Regions from separate parts of the Mus musculus genome. Here regions 2 and 3 are each linked to region 1. Evidence: chromatin contacts called from public ChIA-PET and promoter capture Hi-C data. All regions are on one chromosome and are shown on one strand. The core of a region is the stretch at or near the end of the contact, and the rest is flanking DNA. Distances in the headings are between cores, read along the strand shown. Region 1 overlaps Rpgrip1 (retinitis pigmentosa GTPase regulator interacting protein 1). Region 2 holds the start of Mettl3 (methyltransferase like 3). Region 3 holds the start of Ndrg2 (N-myc downstream regulated gene 2).

The links. Promoter capture Hi-C pulls out the DNA fragments that hold promoters and counts their contacts. ChIA-PET counts read pairs in DNA pulled down with a chosen protein or histone mark.
Region 2: a promoter capture Hi-C map of pre-B cells shows a contact between it and region 1. The contact joins the promoter of Mettl3 here to the enhancer-like site in region 1. A contact is called at or near these places in 9 of 39 promoter capture datasets (the C10 cell line, cranial neural crest, embryonic stem cells and 5 more), 1 of 15 datasets of contacts at CTCF or cohesin (the NIH/3T3 cell line), 6 of 115 datasets of contacts at active chromatin or transcription factors (the 230-238 cell line, effector CD8 T cells, embryonic stem cells and 1 more) and 4 of 9 other capture datasets (adipose tissue, embryonic stem cells, liver and 1 more).
Region 3: an RNA polymerase II ChIA-PET map of memory CD8 T cells shows a contact between it and region 1, with 29 read pairs. The contact joins the promoter of Ndrg2 here to the enhancer-like site in region 1. A contact is called at or near these places in 3 of 15 datasets of contacts at CTCF or cohesin (embryonic stem cells and stem cell-derived epiblast-like cells), 24 of 484 Hi-C or Micro-C datasets (B cells, CD4 T cells, the G1E-ER4 cell line and 6 more), 7 of 115 datasets of contacts at active chromatin or transcription factors (effector CD8 T cells, embryonic stem cells and memory CD8 T cells) and 4 of 9 other capture datasets (adipose tissue, embryonic stem cells, liver and 1 more).

What each region holds. Positions count from the first base shown.
Region 1 is chr14:52,139,860-52,142,673 of GRCm38.p6, reverse strand. Rpgrip1 (retinitis pigmentosa GTPase regulator interacting protein 1) reads right to left here. Exons shown (of 25, transcript NM_023879.3): 13 at 1,975-2,118; 14 at 1,401-1,551. Among named protein-coding and RNA genes, the nearest start is that of Rpgrip1, 30 kb to the right of the region's middle. Within about 2 kb of position 1,338, at least 112 of the 459 cell types and tissues checked have an H3K27ac peak or open chromatin away from gene starts, as enhancers often do. A contact at or near this core is called in the 230-238 cell line, B cells, effector CD8 T cells and 4 more, where this site is marked.
Region 2 is chr14:52,303,693-52,306,392 of GRCm38.p6, reverse strand. Mettl3 (methyltransferase like 3) reads left to right here and starts at 1,269. Exons shown (of 11, transcript NM_019721.2): 1 at 1,269-1,505. The coding sequence starts at 1,406.
Region 3 is chr14:51,912,050-51,914,749 of GRCm38.p6, reverse strand. Ndrg2 (N-myc downstream regulated gene 2) reads left to right here and starts at 1,262. Exons shown (of 15, transcript NM_001145959.1): 1 at 1,262-1,427.

The DNA of each region.
Region 1 (2,814 bases), core at 89-2,588:
TTTGATCTAGCCAAGCAGCCAATCTGCCTCTGCACTCCAGAGGCAGATTTAGGCAGATCTCTGTGAGTTCAAGTTCCAGGTCAGCCAGGGTTACACAGAGACGAATCTAAATAGATAGATAGATAGATAGATAGATAGATAGATAGATAGATAGATAGATAGATAGATAGACAGACAGACAGATAGATAGATAAGACATGACTTAATATAATATGTTTAAATTGGCATTAACAACACAAAGCTAATAGTCTTACATATAAGGAAGTACAAATCAGAGATACCGTTAAATCATAGGGGAAAGGTAGAGGTAGGGATAGGCAATTCTCAGAAGAAATAATGTGGGCTGCGGAGATGGCTCAGCGATTAAGGAGCACTAGCTGCTCTTCCAGAGGTCCTGAGCTCAATTCCAGCAACCACGTGGTGGCTCACAACCTATAAGGAAGCCTGATGTCCTCCTTTGCAGGCATATACATACGAATGGCGCATTCACATAAATAATCTTAAACAAATAATAAAATCTTAAAAAAAAAAAACAGTACAGCTAAGTGGTATGCGTGGGAAAGCTGTTCAGCTTTGGCAGGAATCTGCACAGAAAGTGAAAACAAATGAACCCGCAGATGTAGGTAAGGGTGCTTACCCTGAGAGTCCTTGAGTCTAAGCCATGAGGATTCAGTGCAAGGGAGGACTGCCCGTTTATTTGGCAGCAGTCTTACCAGACTCAGGGTGTGGTAAACTCGCCCCCCACCCCCACTACTTCCCTGTACTCTAGGGCTGTGCTCATGAGGGAACCTGCTCTTCCCAGAAAGGAGCACCGCTTCACTGAGCTCCATGTGTGCTGATGTCGTGCCCTGCCTTCTGCTTTAAGTCTCAGACTGTGGTGAGTTTGCTAGGGTGAGTCGTCTCTCTCCCGAGTGCATAGTGAGGAACCCTACTTCTTAAACTCAAGGTTGAGAGTGGATCCTGTTCTGTAGTGACCATCGGAACACACTGGCAACGCCTGCCCTGCCTCTGCCTACGTCCTTAAATCTCAACAAAGATTTTAGAGAGAGATCTCAGGAAAAGATGAGAGGAAATGCGTGACAAGGGTGCATTACCTGGCAAGACCTGCCGTAGGCTAATACGCACAGATTCACAAAATGACAGAGGAAAGGAGAGATTCACCAGCCTTGGGGTCAGTCACCCTCAATGACACTCTTCCAACCACCCGGAAGCACGGCTGCCCTGTGGAAATTCTCCAGAAAAAAAAATCAGAGATTTGCACTGAGCAGAAGAGGAAAGGAAGTTACAAACCAACCATGAGGTGAGAGAGGATGAGAGCAGAAAGAGAGAAAGTCAGGAGGATTGGGTCGCTGTTAGTCACATGACATCACCCAAGATGGAAACAAAGTACTAAGACTTGCCAGATGTTGGAAGGCCGTGGCTTCTTAAAATACCTTCCAGCTGTTTGATGCGGCTGTTCTTGAAGTCCAGGAGGTGATTCAGCCGCTCCAGTTTCTCTTCGTGGTCCCTGTTTTCCCTGTCAGCTTTTGTCAGTGTTGCCTCCAGCTCCTCCTGAAACAAAATAAGAACTGAACTTTCCTCTCTGTGTCGCAGAACCCAAGAGCCCTGACTCTAAAAACTGGACCTGGCTGGAGTAGGAAGATTGATGACCTCCTCAGCAGGGCAGGTTCCGCCCAGGAAGGAAGCTCAGGCTTTCTAAGACCCTTCACTCGCGGCTGCACCTGTGGCACCTTGGGTAATTGCGTCCCTAGGACTTTGGGGGAAAATGAACCCAGAAGTTTGGCACTTGCCGTTTTATGAGCTCCCCCTTAGCTGACTTCTGGGGCCAGGTGCCTGGGCATGTGTGAGTGAGTCCGGAGGCGCCTCCATAGGAAGGAAGCGCGTTGCTAACCACCAGCCCCAGACCCCAAGCCATGCTTGCTCCCGGGTGTGTGTGAGTCTCAGCTGCCCAGCTTCCTGGCCCATGCTCTGCACCTGATAACACATGTTGATTTTGCGCTGCAGAAGAAGCATATCTCTGGTTTTTTCCAGTTCCAGTGTGGTCTCTGCATGTGACACTTGCAGCTCGCTTAGCACCTGGGATAAGTCATTCTCGTCTTGAGCTTTTGGTTCACTGGACTAGACAGCGAAAAACATTGGTAAAAGCGGTTGGTGAGAGTTGTAAAACGCCAGCAACAATGTCTTCTCCAGAACGCACAAGATTTGTGCCACTTCACAAGGGCCCTCTTCCCCGTACTGCCCAGCCCCCAGTCAGTGTGTCACAGCAGAGTGGTGACAGTTTTCAAATGACAGTTTGGAGGCTAGCAGGATGGCTCAGACTTGAGCTGAGCAAGCTTGGTGACCCGAGTTCAGTCTCTGAAACCCACATAGAAGAGTTGGGAGAGAAACAACTCCACAAAGGTGTCCTCTGACCCCCCACAAATGTACCACGTGTGGCACATGCACCCACCCACAAAATTGTAACGAATAAAAGCAAAATGGCAGTTTGCCCTTCACGTGATCATTCCAAGTTCACACCTAAAGACTGTAGGGACAGGAGAGACAGCTCAGTGGTTAGGAGCACTGGCTGCTGCTTCAGAAAACCCAGATATAATTCCTAGAACCCATGTGGCAGCTCCCAATTGTCTATAACTCTAGTTTCAGGGGACTCAGTGTCCTCTTCTGACCTTCATGGGCACTGCACACATGTGGAACACACACATACATGCAAGCAAAGCACTCACATGCATAAAAATATATATAAATAAGTAAATCTTTAAAAACTAAACAAAGGGACTGGAGAGATGGGTCAATGATTAAGAGCGCCTATTACTC
Region 2 (2,700 bases), core at 20-2,519, 160 kb before region 1:
AGGAGATCTACTGTTCTCTGCCTTTCCAACACTGAGATAACAACTGCCTAGTCATGGGCTGGAGATAAGGCTCAGTGGTAAAGAGCACAATTTATTATTACAGAATTGAACTCAGGTTCAAACCCTAGCACCCACATTGTACATCACAATTGCCTGTAACTCTAGTTCACGAAGATGACTCCGTCTTCTGGTCTCCAGGGGAGCCAGGTATGTGTGTGTGTGTGTGTGTGTGTGTGTGTACAAACACACATATACAAATATTCAAACACAAAAATAAACCTTTTTCTAAATTAAGCTAAAACAATGTCTGCCACCCCACACAGCTTTGCCTTAAATTTATGTGGGTTCTGGGAATCTCAGAATCTCATGCTTTCACAGCAAACACTTTACTGAGCTACCTCCCCATTTCTTGCACATTTTCTTTTAAAAAAAAAAAAAAGAACAAATTTATTATATGTATATGAGTACACTGTAGCCGTCTTCAGGCACACCAGAAAAGGGCAACGGATCCCAATTACAGATGGATATGAGTAACCATGTGGTTGCTGGGAATTGAACTCAGGACCTCTGGGAGAGCACTGAGTGCTCTTACCTGCCGAGACATCTCTCCACTCATCCTGAACATTTTTAAAGAGTGCTCCCTCACGCTGAAAAAGATGGTTCCCTAATTAAGATGTTTGTCTTAGAATATGCCTGAATTCCCAGAACTCGGATATTGAGGCAGGAGGATTGTGAGTTGCAGAACCACATAGTGAAACTCCACTCTCCTTTCACACACTTTGTATAGAAAGAAAGAAAGAAAGAAAGAAAGAAAGAAAGAAAGAAAGAAAGAAAGAAAGAAAGAAAGAAAGAAAGAAGGAGGGAGGGAGGGAGGGAGGGAGGGAGGGAGGGAGGGAGGGAGGGAGGGAGGGAGGGAGGGAGGAAGGAAGGAAGGAAGGAAGATAATATTTAACTTAGAAAATCTGGGGCCTTAAGGGCAGAAATCTATGATACAGTGCTTGACCGTATGTGCAAGGACCAGAATATACAATCAACCAGACTAACAGTCTGTTCACTCCTTCCCGTCCATCCATCTCTCCACGCATACACCCACCCGTCAAACACTCACACTTGTTCTAGCCCTGCTATTTTAAATGCGTTGTCACTAACGACTTAAAGAAACAACATGGCGGGTCTGCCAGCTACCAACATGGCAAACACAGCCTCAGCGCTCCCGGAAACACGAGAGAGAACTACCGTGAGGATTACGTCCGGCTGGTTCGCCAACCGGAAGTGGCTTTTCATCTTGGCTCTATCCGGCTGGCCTTCGGGCGTCCTCGTGAGAATTAGATGTTTCTTAGTTCTAGGCTGGGGAGGTGCTAGTCCGCCGCGCCTGATTCGAGCCGAGTCCGCGCTGGGAGCTAGGATGTCGGACACGTGGAGCTCTATCCAGGCCCATAAGAAACAGCTGGACTCGCTTCGCGAGAGATTGCAGCGGCGACGGAAGCAGGACTCTGGGCACTTGGGTGAGGTGCGGGGTGGTCGGGGCGGGCCTGGGCGGGGCGAGAGACTCCTGGAGAGGAAGACAGCCCCGGGCTCTGCGCCCTTTCCGGAGCAGCCCTTTATTGGACTCCTCGATTGTTGGTTACCCCATCTTTCCCGAGTAGCTGAAACGCATGCCCACCTGCGGGAAAGCTTGCAGTGCCTCCTCCCGGGCGTCGGTTTTTCAAGCGTAACACCACACCAACATGGGTCCACTCCTCTCCTTGGGTCCCATTCCAGTCCTGTCTAGGAGAATGTTGCGTCCGTGAAGCCTCTCAGTACCTTATTCCGAGAGCCAGCAAAACCCGTTTTGTTGCTTCTGTGCCTGTTTTACCTTAGTTGTAACGTTTGCTTTGTCACTGTCTTTTCTTTCCCATGTGGGCGGGGAGCAAGGATTGCTTCTGTATATCTATCCCCAGAGCCCGGTTTAGCAGCCACAACAGGGTCCTCACTAGGACCTTCTCACTAGGACCTTAATGAATGAGTAGTGCAAGTGTTTACAAACGTAGCAAGAATCTGAAAACACTTGATTTTGGTCTTTAAACATTTTCCCCCTCCCCCTTGTATGACAAAGTTAGAAAAATTGAAGGCACTTAAAAGAGTACTACCCTAATAGCCTTCTCCAGCACAAGCTCAATTATTTAAGGTAAACCAGTTGCAAAGCTCTGCGAGAATACCGAATCCATACTACATGTGTGGGTAGCATGTCAGTGCTTTGCAGTATTCACAGCTCACAACAGCAGACCTTGGTGAAATTCAGTCTCACCGTAATTTGTGAACATTTATTGCATATCTACACTACTCATGGGTTTCGGCAAAAAGAAGACACTGCTGTTACCTTAAAGGAGCTTAAAAATCTATGTGAGAATCAAAGAAGATTAGAAGAAAAAGCAGGGAGAAAAACCCTTCATGGTGGCTCATGCCTGTAATCCCAGCACTTTTTTTTTTAAAAGATTTATTTATTTATTATATGTAAGTACACTGTAGCTGTCCTCAGACACTCCAGAAGAGGGAGTCAGATCTTGTTACAGATGGTTGTGAGCCACCATGTGGTTGCTGGGATTTGAACTTCAGACCTTCGGAAGAGCAGTCGGGTGCTCTTACCCACTGAGCCATCTCACCAGCCCATCCCAGCACTTTTTTAAACAAGAGGGATATCTGTGAGTTTGAGGCCAGCCT
Region 3 (2,700 bases), core at 13-2,512, 230 kb after region 1:
GGGAGGGGGGTTGTGCGTGGTGAGGGTAGTTCCCAGGCAGGGGGGAGGGCAATCTGGGGGTCTTGGGGGGAGCAGTCTGCTCTGGTGTTGCAGTTGGCAGCTCCGGTTCCATTGGACATTGTTTTCAACTGGCCTGGCGCCCAGCCCCCTAAATGGCAAGTCTGGAACTAGGCTGAAGGGGGATGGGGCAGGGTTGATTCTGGGAGCAGGGGTGCGAGAACGAGGGCAAGTGGGGAAATACAATCTGGTTGCTTAACACAACTTCCAGTCCATCAACCGTTCCACTTCAGCAATCTTTCTTTAAAGAGCACAGGGAGGACGTGTCTCAGATGTGAATCTTGTGGAAGTCTAGGATAGGATGGTAAACCCACCAGGCACCGAGGGTCCAGCCCAGGAGACAGCAGCTCAGGAGGCATCGGCAGCAGGGTACTGCCACTCAGCTTTTCAGAGCTGACCTCGCCCTCCTTTTCGGGGTTGGACTAGGAGGGGTTAGCGCCTCAGCCACAGGGTCTCTTGGGTCTCAGCCCAGGACATCCAGTCCTCCTCAAACCCTTTACTCCACCCTTGCAGAGTTAGCTCCGCCTCCGCGCCTGTTTACACAGGAGTCAGAGCCCTTGGGGGGTCCCCAGCCCCTCCTCTACCCGCCCCCCTCGTTGGGGCCTTGACCCGGGAGTCGCTGTTGGCCATCATCTTTCCCCTCCTTCGTTCATCCTCTATTTATAGCGGCCCCCAGCATTTCCCGGCCCCCCCCCCCCCCAACTCCCTGCTTGTTGTCCAACTTCTCACGGAGCAGTCGGAGAGCAAGCGGCGGGACTCGGCTGAGGAGGTACCAGCACCCCAATTGTTGGGAATTCCTATGCCCTCGACGCCCCGTCTCCAGACACGCTGTCACCACTACCCATACCTGCCCCGAGACCGGGTCTGAGCGGTGGCCCTCGCCCACCTCCCCCTTCCTTGATCTAGCTCTCTGTTTCCGGGCGGGCGGAGCTGAAATCGTGGGACGTAGGCACCTTGGGTTGGTCTCCCCACTTTACCCGTCGCTGCCACTCAATCTGGGGGGCTAGGAAGAGAGCCAAAAGTGAGCCTGGCAGAGCCAGGTCACAGTAGGGGCGCCGTTGATGTGGGCGTGGGGACCATTTGGGGGTTTAAGGGATCCCCCACGCTCACCCCACTTCACACGGCTTAGGGTTTATGGGGAGCACTCAGAGAGCCTATGAGCATCACCTCTGTGTGCTCCCAAGCCGCACCCTCTCGCCCCTCCCCTGGTAGCCCAGGCGAGTTACGGGGCGTGTTTATGGGGGGTCGGGGCGGATCTGCAGGGAGATGGCCCGGGGGCGGGCCCAGGGCGGGTCTGTGGGGAGCCAGAGCTAGGGCGGACCTAAGTCAAAGGCAAGTGAAGGTGGCAGCGACCGCGGCGGCTGCAGCAGGTAGGGGGAGGGGCAAGCGCGCCTCTGGGCTGGCAAGGCGCGGGCCCGGAGGGTGGGCATCGTGGTTCTGGTCTCCTGGCTGTAGTTCGGGGGAAGGGGCTGGCTGAGCGAGGAGCTCCGCTGCTGCGCACAAAGGCAGAAGAGCTGCAAAGTGCAGGGCGTGTTTGGGGCGCTCTTGAGATGATGTACAGGGTCCTGGGCACTACGTGCCCGCCGTGAGAGGGTGTTGGTTCGGACGAGGAACGGCAGCGAGAAGCTCATAGGGGTCAGGTTTCGTGTTCTGGGAGCAGCCAGTCAAGTCCTAACCATCTTTTCCCGGCTGGCACATGGCTGGCAGTCCGGGGAAGTGCGGAGGTTACGGGCAGCCCTATCCCCCCCTCTCCTTTCTCCACCCGACCTACAATTACACTGGGTGGAGGGGAGAGATGAAGGCTTGAAGCTTGTTTGTTTTTAAATGGTGAAGGAAAAGGTCATGCTGTACTACCTACATATCAACTGAGAACCGTCAAAACCGAGTAGTGACTAACTGGACAAGGTCACCTAATAGTGGCACTTGGGTAGGACCCAGAGGTTTTGACACAGTCATGCTCTATCGCCATGTCAGCTCTCTGCTCTCTTCATAGACTACCCAGCCTGGACCTGCTTGTTTTGCCTCGCAGGCCCCTCCAGCTTGTATTGATTGGAACCTAGAGAGGACGTGTTCTCTGGACTCAGGGGAGATTAGAAAGGGTTAGTGACCCTGGAATCCTGGGTCTTGGCTCTGGCCTTATGTCCCTAAAAGACCCAGGTCCGTCTCCCATGTCATTCACCTTGTTCCTGTGTTTTCTCAGACCCTAGAGTCAGGACTAAGAACCCTGACCTCCACGCTCACCGTATCCAACCAATAGGAGCTCAGTAAATTGACCCCACCCACCCCATGCTGCTGGCTTGCTTTCTTTTCTTTTCTTTTTCTTTTTCTTTTTCTTCTTCTTTTTTTTTTTTCAAGTCTGCACAGGTGCTCTGCTGCTCTCTAGATCTACCATTGTTGGTGTGCGCTCATTTGTGTACAAGAGAGAGAGAGAGAGAGAGAGAGAGAGAGAGAGAGAGAGAGAGAGAGAGAGAGAGAGAGAGAGAGATTGATTGGATTGGATATCTAGGTCCCTCTGTTGAGTGCTTGATAGTCACTGCCTCAGTCCTTTTTAGCCCCTCAAGATGCTGACATTGGAGCTATAGTTGAAGGTCATGGTCAGTTGTGAACCCTTACCACTCTAGCCCAGTCAGTGAGGTAGTGTGG